Linked DNA regions of Mus musculus: region 2 is linked to region 1. Evidence: chromatin contacts called from public HiChIP or PLAC-seq data. All regions are on one chromosome and are shown on one strand. The core of a region is the stretch at or near the end of the contact, and the rest is flanking DNA. Distances in the headings are between cores, read along the strand shown.

Region 1 (5,141 bases), core at 1,768-4,267:
AGGCATGGTGGCACACGCCTTTAATCCCAGCATTTAGGAGGCAGAGGCAGGCGGATTTCTGAGTTCGAGGCTGGCCTGGTCTACAGAGTGAGTTCCAGGACAGCCAGGGCTATACAGAGAAACCCTGTCTCGAAAGAAAACCAAAAAAAATAAAATAATAATAATAATAAATATATATATAAAATTATTGATCTCAAATAAAATTTCCCTCCATGAAAAATGAATAGAAATAGTAAAATGTCAGAATGTTGTTTGGACCTTTCTACAGCAGGTCGTCGTCGTCGTCGTCGTCGTCCCCCCCCCCCCCCCCCCGCTCCTAGGAAGATCTCACACATGCACAGTAGCCATTCTTATAGCCTACCCCTGGCTCCTACCATTTAACTTTACAGTCGTGAACTCAAAGCTGTTCTTGTCCTCGATCTTACCTGGTGAATTCTTTCTTATTCTCTTTCTTCTTATTATTGTTATTAATATTTTGATTTTTTTCAAGACAGGGTTTCTTTGTGTTTCCCTGGCTGTCCTGGAATTTGCTCTGTAGACCAGGCTGGCCTTAAACTTGGAGATCCACCTGCCTCTGCCTCCTGAGTGCTGGGATTAAAGGCCTCTGCCACGATGCCTGTTTTATTTTATAAAAATTATCAGTTTATTTAGGTCTAGTCAAAAAACTCAAAGACTGATTTAATTACTATTATGTATGTGTGTGTGTGTGTGCATGTGCATACCAGAGCCTCTCTAGCTGTAGTTACAGGTGGTTGTGAGGCATGGGACATGGTCCTTAGCACTAGAAAGAAGGTGTGAAACTCTGGCAGTGTCAAAGCTGTTGTGTACTAAGGTACAACTTGTGTATTGTGTGTAATAAGTGCCTTGACTGTACTGTTATTCCAAATGTAAGTCCATCATCTTCTCAGCTGTGGAGCTTCTCCAGGCTGCTTTTCCCTGCCAGACCATATCACAGAGCAGCCCTGACGCTCCTGTACGGGGCTTTAGATGCCAGCACGAAACTGAGTAGTGGTTACTTCTTGTTGAGTGCAGAGCTAATGTAGGCCTAGCCAAGACTCGAGAGGGAAGAGATTGTTACCTTCAGTAGGCAAGGGGTATACTGGGATCATCCGCTCTCAAAGATCTCCAGCTCAGGATCCAGACTCAGAGATCTGCTTCCCTCTGTGCCACCACACCCAGCTTAGGCTGTGAGCTCCTCGGGGCTGGCTTTCTCTTGTCCCGAGTAGAAGAAAAGGACTTTTCTTGCTCACAAAAGTGTAGCCGGGCATGGTGGCGCACGCCTTTAATCCCAGCACTTGGGAGGCAGAGGCAGGTGGATTTCTGAGTTCGAGGCCAGCCTGGTCTACAGAGTGAGTTCCAGGACAGCCAGGGCTACACAGAGAGAAACCCTGTCTCGAAAAACCAAAACCAAAAAACAAACAAACAAAAAAAAAGTGTGTGTGGTTATATAGACCACAGCATGAAGACAGAAGTGACTAAAGGCTCTATGTAGATGGCCTCAAACTCTGCTCCTCCTGCCTCTATCTCCAGTGTGCTGGGATACACGCATCGCCCACCACAGGACCTCATGCCTGTCAGGCGTATGCTCATGTCAGGCCTTGAGCTGCACCTTACTCCTCCAAGACTCTTCAGAAATGTTATTATTTAAACTATGTATGAGTAGGGTATATACACAGGAGTTTAGGTGCCTCTGGAGGCCAGAGATGTCAGAGTCCCCTGGAGCTGGAGTTACAGGTGGTTGTGAACCCCCTGATGTGGGTGCTGGGAAGTGAACCCAGGTCCTCTGGCGAACAGCACAGGCTTTCAGCTGCCGGCCACCTCTCAGTCCCCGAGTCTGTTTTAGCACGTACTTGTAGAATAGAAGTTCAGACGCTGACACACTTTGCTAGTGTTTAGTGACAGCTCTGTGCATGAGCCCTTCTCTCTCGGTCTCGGCAGTGTAAATAACAAAGCCCCTTCTTCCAGGGCATGCTGGCCGACTTCGTGTCGCAGGCTTCTCCCATGATCCCTGCCATTGTCGTCAGCTGTGTCAATGAGATCGAGCAGCGAGGCCTGACTGAGGTGAGGAGCTTGAGCCCGGTGAGTTTGTGGTCTGCGATGGTGATTTGGAAGTTCCTAAGTAAGTGTCATCTCTATAACAGGCAGGCTTGTACAGGATCTCAGGCTGTGACCGCACAGTGAAAGAACTGAAAGAAAAATTCCTTAAGGTGAAAACTGTGCCCCTCCTCAGCAAAGTGGACGATATCCACGTCATCTGCAGCCTCCTGAAGGACTTCCTGCGCAACCTCAAAGAGCCCCTCCTGACCTTCTGGCTGAGCAAAGCCTTCATGGAGGCAGCAGGTGAAGGCAGAACTTGACTGTGGCGTCAGCCGATCCAGGGCTGAGCTGTGTTTACAGTTTACTAATTTTTCCACCACCTGTGCAGTGTCTGAAGTGTCCTAGGTACCCAGACTGTTGGGTGGGTGAGTGACTGTCCTCGCCTCCCATCATGCCGTTTCTTCCCTGAACTAGAGAGGCTAAGAGATGCTCTGTGGTTGAGCACTGGCTTCTCTTCCAGAGGGTCTGGTTTTGATTCGTAGCTTCTGCAAGGGTGGGTCACACTATTTGGAACCCCAGACCGGAAGGATCTGCTGTACTCTTCTGCCCCCTCAGGCACCACATAAATGCTGGCAACGTATGTGTACACATAAAATAAAGGGAAGAATTAAACTAACTTAGACTTCGTAGGACTCACTGTGGGTCTTGATTCTTGGTCAGGTTTTAGGTTGTCCCTTTGAAAATAGAACCAGCTTTGATTCCTTTCTTTTCCACCACAGACCTTGTTAGCAGCCTGTAAATACACTTTAAATTTGGTATTTGTCACGAGTCCTGGTACTCAGCTGTCCTCAGAATATGTTGAGAACCTGCTAACAGATTGTCGAGTTTCTGCTTGTGCCCCTACATGATAGCATCTGTGTGGTGCTGGTGTGGTCCTTTTACACTCAGAGTTACTGGTGGCCCTTTTGTCTCTGTCCACCATTGTTTTGTTTTGTTTTGTTTTTTGAGATAAGGTTTCATTGTGTAGTTCTGGCTGTCCTGGAACTCACTTTGTAGCCCAGGCTGGCCTCATACTCAAAGATCTACGTGCCTCTGCCTCCAAGTGCTAGGATTAAAGTCATGTGCCACCATGGACTGGCTTGTCCATCATTTTTAGACTAACTCCAGTCTTTAACATGGTTGAAGAGACCTGCAGACTTGGCTCCTGGTCATTGTCTGCAACACCATTTTCTTTATGCCCCTCCTTCCTCTTTTCTAATCCTGGAGTCTTGGATTTCTTTTTATTTTATGTGTATATTTTATGTATATGTTAAGAGCCAGTGAGTGCTCTTAACTGCCGAGCCATCTCTCCAGCCCAGAGTCTTGGATTTGTAGCACACACCCACCTCACGTCCTTCCCATTTGCTGCAGTCTTATCCCTAGCAGCTTCCCCTGACATCTCTGTACTGTGTTACTTCTCTCTCCCCGGTTTCTCTTCACACATTTTGTCCTTAGAAACACGTTTCCTAAGCCAGGTGCATGACGTGGTAGTCCAGCGCTTGGGAAGGATGGCAGGAGGGCCGGATGTTTGAGACCAGCTTTGGCTACATAGTGAGTTGAGACTGGAGTAAGCTACCTGGAACCCAGTTTTTAAAACTAACCACAAAACCCGCCTTTATGGCCATCTTGTGAGAAGCAGGCCCTGTTACTTTAGCATTCCACGTGCTCATTTTCTTTTTTCCTGAATACTGCTTGACATGTGTTTTGTTTTTTGCATTTCCTGACCAGCTCTTTGATTAGAGTATTTATTCCATTAAACAAGGCCTCTTTTCGTTTCGTTATCCTCACATTTAAAAATAGCACGTGGTACATAGTAGGCCCTCAAGTGTCCTATGATTGTTGATGGTTTATCACTGCACTTGTGTGTCTTCCCAGCAAATGGGTTGCCAGCTGCTTTCTCTTAACTGAGTTTTAGGAAGTTCTGACTTCTCATTGAACTGTTGGCCAGTGTCCTGCCTGTTAATGAAACTAGAGTCTGGTGCTGTCATGAACCGCATCAGAAGTTTCAGAAGCTCCGTGTATAGGTGGGCCTTTGTGGTCGATAGCCTTGAAGCTGCTGTCCAGGGAAGAGCCTGGACCTTTAATGCTTTCTTGTCATCACAGAGATAACAGATGAAGACAACAGCACAGCCGCCATGTACCAGGCTGTCAGTGAGCTGCCCCAGGCCAACAGGGACACGCTAGCCTTCCTTATGATCCACCTACAGAGGTTAGTACAGCGGATGCTTAGTCTGAGAGCTAGGGAATCTTCCAAGGAGAAGAGTGTGTGGACAGTGAGTTGTTTTTTCTAGAATGTATATTTTGGTGTATATTTAAGAGGAATAATATGTTTCTTTTTTCCCCCCACCTCCCCTGAATAATGTTTCTTAATATAATCTTTTATTCAGAGTGTCTCAGAGTCCAGACACTAAGATGGATATTGCCAATCTAGCTAAAGTCTTTGGCCCTACAATAGTTGCCCATACTGTGCCCAATCCAGATCCAGTGACAATGTTCCAGGACATCAAACGTCAGCTCAAGGTAGGGTTCATGGTGTGCACACACAGATGCAGAAGGTCTGATCTTTGCAATGCACTAACGTGGCACAATGACAGAAATAAGCCTTGCGTGGTGGGTGAGCACATGCAGTGGCCGGCTGTGCTGGGAGGATCTCCCCAGCCTGGTCTACAAGTTCTAGGCAAGCCTGGGCTGCAGAGAGACTGAGAAACACACCAACAACAGAACCTGCAGTAAGGCTGGCTCTGTGCCCTTTAGGTGGTGGAGCGCCTACTCTCTCTCCCCTTGGAGTACTGGAATCAGTTCATGATGGTGGACCAAGAGAACATAGACAGCCAGCGAGGCAATGGAAACTCAACACCACGCACACCAGACGTTAAAGGTCAGTTCTGCCCGACCGAGTTTGTGCTTCTTCAGGAGCTTGGCCGTGGGGCCATTTCCCTGAGCTTCCAGCTCTTTGTAATATCTGGGCTAGGTGTGGTAATAGAGGGCCAGAGGCAAAGAGTTGGTCACCCTCATCTGCACACTGAATTCAGTGCCATTCTGGGTTACATGAGGCCCTCTCTTAA
Region 2 (5,141 bases), core at 1,508-4,007, 240 kb before region 1:
GCAGAGTCTTTCTAAATGACCTCTCCAGCCGTGTGGATCAACCTCTTGGATTATAGTAAGAATCTTGCCCTTGTATTCTTCACATGCTCCAGTGTAGAAAATAAAATCACGTGGACTGTAAGTTTAGCATAAGCAAGGATAGTTTTGTACTAACAGTACATCGCTGGCTCAGGCTCACCCCATCGTTAGCATCTATACTGTCTAGGAGGGAAACAGAGCAGGAGTCGGTGGCACCTCCTTCCAGAATGTTCTATGAGAGGATGCTAGGGATGCCCTGCAAGCTCTTGACCACTTGGTTCTTGACCCATATATTCTTCGAAGTCTGACATGTGAGCCTGCCTGTCTGAACATGCTATCCTATGATTTCTCTCTAATACCCTGTCACTGTCTTCCTTGCTACAACTTAGCAGTAATAACAATAATATTAACCATAATCATTTTTTTTTAAATGTTGAGACTGGTTATCATACAGCCCAGGCTGGCCTTGAACTCCTGATTCTCCTGCTTCTACCTCCCAAGTGCTGAGACCGCAGTAGTGAGCCTGCACCATCAGCTTAGTGGGTGTTTACTGCCCCGGTCAAGCAAGGATTGGTGGTGAAGATTTGTATTCCTAACTCTGCTCGACACTGAGGCAGATGGATGGCAAGTTCATGGCCATCCTGAGCTACAAAATGCATACAAGGCTAGCCTGGACAACTTACTGATGAGTCTCAGAATAATAAGTAAGACAGGGCTGGAGAGTCAGCTCAGGTGGTGAACCTGCGTTCCATTCAGGCCTTGTCTCAGCTAAGATCGCTATTGCTGCAGTGAGTCACGTCGGGGAGGAAAGGGTTTATTCAGCTCACACTTCCACAGCACTGTCCATCCATCGATGAAGGAAGTCAAGACAGGGACTCAACAGGACTTTCTCACCCCCAGCGGTGTGAGTGCCCGGCGTGAGTGCTGTCAGGTCAGTAATGTTGATTGAATATTACTTTCTAAGTTTTGCTAATTTACTAAGTGCTTGAATGCAATTGACTCCATCTGTTTGTATTTATTCGCTTTATTCTGAAACTGAGTCGTCACGAACCGTGGACTCCGCTGGCCGTGAACAAAGCAGCCTCGGCGGCTGGGATTACAGATTGTATCACCCTGGCCTACTTGTCTTTCCTTAATTTTTAGTCACCAAGCATTTGTCACACACTCATCTCCATCTCCTTTTTTTTTTTTTTTTTTTCAGTGACTTGCCTTTTTTGTCAGTCCACGTCTCCTTTTTTTGTTTTGTTTGGTCCTCACAGTTAAGGTTTTTTTGCTTCTTTCATTTATTTGGAGTGTTAAGATCGTGGGGAAAAAGGTTGGCTTTCCAGCCAGACTGAATGAGTGGGTTGGAAAAGTGGGAAGTGTCAGAAGTTGAGGCTGTGGTGTGATAAAAGCTCTGTGCAGACTGAGCTGGGGACCCTCCCAGTAGGTGATCACTCATTGACAAGTCACTCATTGACAGGTCTCTGTAAGAGGAAAGGGAAAGGGTTGGGCTCTCGATCCCAAAGTCCAATCTGTAAAGCTGCAGTTAGCAAGAGTTCTAGAGTCACTTCTAGTCCTGCCCCACCCTGCTTCCCCTTCCAGACTCCCCAGGGAAGATCGGATCCCTTGAGTAAGCTTTCATGGAACCTTGAGATAATCGCTTTGGCCCTTTAACTTTCAGAAGCTAAAATAAAAACTGGTGCAACGCTTTGAGGTACTCCCACAGATTGACCCTTGGGAAGCTCATAGCCTAAGCTAGAAGAGCCCTGCTGGCCTGTCCCACAAATCCTATCGTGTTTCTCCTATCTCACCCTGGCAGGAGGATTGGTGTTGCTATGTCAAGTTATTGGACAATGTCTGCTGTTCCAAATAGAAGCTGTTCTTCGAGTTTACTTTGTGATTTGTAGAGAGCTCTCTTTCAGAATGTTACTGTTTGAGCTGAGCTCGGTTGCTTGTGCCTGGAACTCCTGCATTTGATTGAGAGGAGGAAGATCAGGAGTTCAAGGACAGCCAGGGCTGGAGGAAGAGCTTATCTCAAAAAGTAAGAAAGAAACTTGAAAATGATACATAAGATAAGCATTCATTTTTAATTCCCTCTTAGTTAGGGCTATGAGAAGAACTTATCTCAAAAAAGTAAGAGAGAAACTTGAAGATGATACATAAGATGTGTCGCACACTGTCCAGAGCTGCCTAATGTGGGTGCTGAGACTTGAACTCTGGTCCTCTGGAGGAACAGTATGTGCTCCTAACCACTGAGCTATTTCTCCAGTCCCCCAGTCTGATATTCCTGAGACAAGATCTTAACTGGGTCTCGAAATCACTGAGTGTGCAAGCCAGCATCGATTGTGGCTCTCATCAGCCTTCATTTATTTAATTATTTATTTTTGCCCTAGCCCTTAAATATCCCTTCAAGGGACTTCGGGCTCTCCCTTTTCAGTCCAGCAAGGTTGCCACTAAAACAAACAAAAAGGTCAAGAGTGTGGAATTTTCAAATTGTGGCTTCCAGGATCGCCTTGGTGCACACTGCCTGGTGGTGATCAAATATAGGTTCTCAGGTCCTACCTAGATCTCTGGGGGATACCTGTGGCAATGTGACGTTTAACAGTTCTAGAGTCATGTAGACACTTCAGGGAACCAGTACCCAAGGATACGGTCTAAATCTCAGACCGTCAAGATGCCCCCAGCATCTTTCCCCCGGCTTATCTCTCCGCACTACCCACCCTCCTGGCGCTGCTGCAGCAAATGATTCATTGTTTCCTGGACCCGCCCGGTTCCCTTCCTGCCTCCTTGCCTTTGTGGTTCCCACAGCATCAGACCGCCCCCACCCCATTCCTGATGCACCCCTGTTTCTTAAGAATCCAAATAAAACGCGACTTTAAGACAAAACAAAACAAAACAACCAAAAACCTCAACAGGCATATTCTAGTATTGACTTTTGAGTCCGTGGCTGTCATTTTATTTTTGCTTCATTTCTCTCCTTGCCGCTTTCAGACTGATTGCTTCCTTGAAAGATTATAAGCGAAAGAGGGTTTTGATTTCATTGTAGCTATAGTGCGCACAGTGAGCAATCAGATACTCACAGTATATGAAATATATCTTATCTTGTGTCCATAGTATTATATAGCAGTTAAAGTCCTTTCCAACTGCTCCTAAGTCCACCTTGAACCTGGCTGCCACTCTTAGTCATCTTGTCCTTCCCTCTTAGCTCACTCCCCAGCAATTTTATTCCTGCCTCAGGGCCTTTGCCTAGAACATTCTCCTCCTCTTGTCCCCTGGCTGGCTGCCTGTATCCTCCCCCTCATTCTGCATTCTGCTCAAATGTCATTCATCGGGAGGCTTTCTGGAGCGGCTCTGGAGCCTCTGGCCTCTTCCCCTCCGTACACCAATTACCCTTGGTGCGCTTGCCTGCCTGCCTGCCCCAGTCACATCCTTCATTTGTCCCATTCTCCAGCAGAATGGACGTTTCCTGAGAGGAGAGACCTTGCCTATCTGTTAACTTGCCTACCTTGTTAACTCTGAGCCGCAGACCCTGCCCAGTGTGGTAAGAGCTCAGTAAATATTTGCTGAGCGAATGAATAAGCATTGAAGATAGACTTCGAGTTTTAACGACTCTTGTGTGGGTTTGCAGTCCAAAGAGGTGTGGCGCTATCTCTTAAATGGACAACAGCCCGAGGAGTTCCATGTGAGTTCACGTCAGGTGGCACCCTCTGAGGATTTCTGTAGGACAAAGGGTACAGTGGCAGCTGGGATTTGGTCCCAGGGTGCAGATTTCCAAGGTGATCCCAGGATCAGGATACGGGTCTGCTGCCACCGTGTGCGCCTGCGCGTCTTTGCGTCTTTGCGTATGTGCGTATGTGCGTCTGCGCGTCTGCTCGCTGAGGTGCCACTGAGAGAATATGGCGCTTTTGGCTCTCATTAGCCTCTAATTTTTTCCCCCTTTGTTGGTTTGCTTTTGTTTGTTTGTTTGTTTGTTTTCCACCAGACTTCTCTGTGTAGCCCTGGCTGTCCTGGAACTCACTCTGTAGACCAGGCTGACCTTGAACTCACAGAGATCCACCTGCCTCTGCTGGGAATAAAGGCAAGCGCCACCACCACCCACTCTTTAATTACTCTTTCAAAACCTGGAACCCAGCCGGTAAACGCCTCAGGAACCAGCAGGCTTCTGCTTTCCGCTGGGGGGCGGAGCGGAGGGAACTATCCAGAGCACCCCAGGAATGCTGGAATTATGTTCCCTCTATTGACTTGGAATGAAACTAAGCAGAAATGCTTTTCGACAGTAGCTGTGAATCAGGTTTGCTTACTTATAACTAATTAAACTTGACATTATACCAAAATTTTTTTTCTTCCCCCTTCTTTCTCTCCCCTTTCCTTCCCTCCCCCCTCACACTGGTCTTGAACTCACAGCTGACCTCCTGTTTCAGTGTAACCCCCAGGTAACTGACTGATTTCCAGCCTTTTCCCATTTTCACGACCTTACTTTTTTAATTCCGTGCTTTCTCTAACATCGGCTTCAGATTTTATTCCATAAATGCCTTTCAGTGCAGCTCAAGTCTTCAAGGCACTTTTGCTTTCCCCCCTCACATAACGCTCAGAATATTTGTGTCATTTAATATCCGGTTTTTAAGTGATGAGCTTGAGACTCGTTTATCGAGTAAAGCTCCCGCCACACAAGCATGAGAACTGAGTTTGGATTCCCAGAATTCAAAAGAGCCATACTCAGTATCTCGCCTGTAACCTTGATGTTCCTATGACAGGATGGGCGGCAAAGACAAGAGTCCCTGGAAGCTGGTGGTGGGCCATCTAGCTTGGCATAAGCAGTGGAGAGAGAGAGAGAGAGAGAGAGAGAGAGAGAGAGAGAGAGAGAGAAAGAGAAAGAGAAAGAGAGAGAAGAGAGAGAGTTCAAAAAGGTTGAAAGTAGAGGCAGACATCTGAAGTTGACCTCTGACCTCTATGTACATGCTATCATACATACAAATAAGCTTGTATACAGTATGCGCACACATATGTACTCGTGTGCATTCACACACACAATACATAGGCAAAGACATAAAGAGCAAAACCGAAACCCAGTAAAGTTGACTTTTCCGTGTTAACTGAAAGGCACCGCTATCGGCATTAAGAGACAAACATCACAGTTCAGC

What was found. HiChIP or PLAC-seq counts read pairs in DNA pulled down with a chosen protein or histone mark.
Region 2: an H3K27ac HiChIP or PLAC-seq map of extraembryonic endoderm stem cells shows a contact between it and region 1. The contact joins two enhancer-like sites. A contact is called at or near these places in 1 of 39 promoter capture datasets (cranial neural crest), 1 of 115 datasets of contacts at active chromatin or transcription factors (extraembryonic endoderm stem cells) and 1 of 9 other capture datasets (pancreatic islet).

The regions. Positions count from the first base shown.
Region 1 is chr15:99,623,382-99,628,522 of GRCm38.p6, reverse strand. Racgap1 (Rac GTPase-activating protein 1) reads left to right here. Exons shown (of 17, transcript NM_001253808.1): 11 at 1,966-2,061; 12 at 2,142-2,340; 13 at 4,180-4,285; 14 at 4,464-4,596; 15 at 4,831-4,954. Among named protein-coding and RNA genes, the nearest start is that of Gm34765, 24 kb to the right of the region's middle. Within about 2 kb of position 3,017, at least 4 of the 459 cell types and tissues checked have an H3K27ac peak or open chromatin away from gene starts, as enhancers often do. A contact at or near this core is called in extraembryonic endoderm stem cells, where this site is marked.
Region 2 is chr15:99,864,252-99,869,392 of GRCm38.p6, reverse strand. The region is part of intron 1 of Lima1 (LIM domain and actin binding 1); the gene reads left to right. Among named protein-coding and RNA genes, the nearest start is that of Lima1, 8.6 kb to the left of the region's middle. Within about 2 kb of position 2,757, at least 91 of the 459 cell types and tissues checked have an H3K27ac peak or open chromatin away from gene starts, as enhancers often do. A contact at or near this core is called in extraembryonic endoderm stem cells, where this site is marked.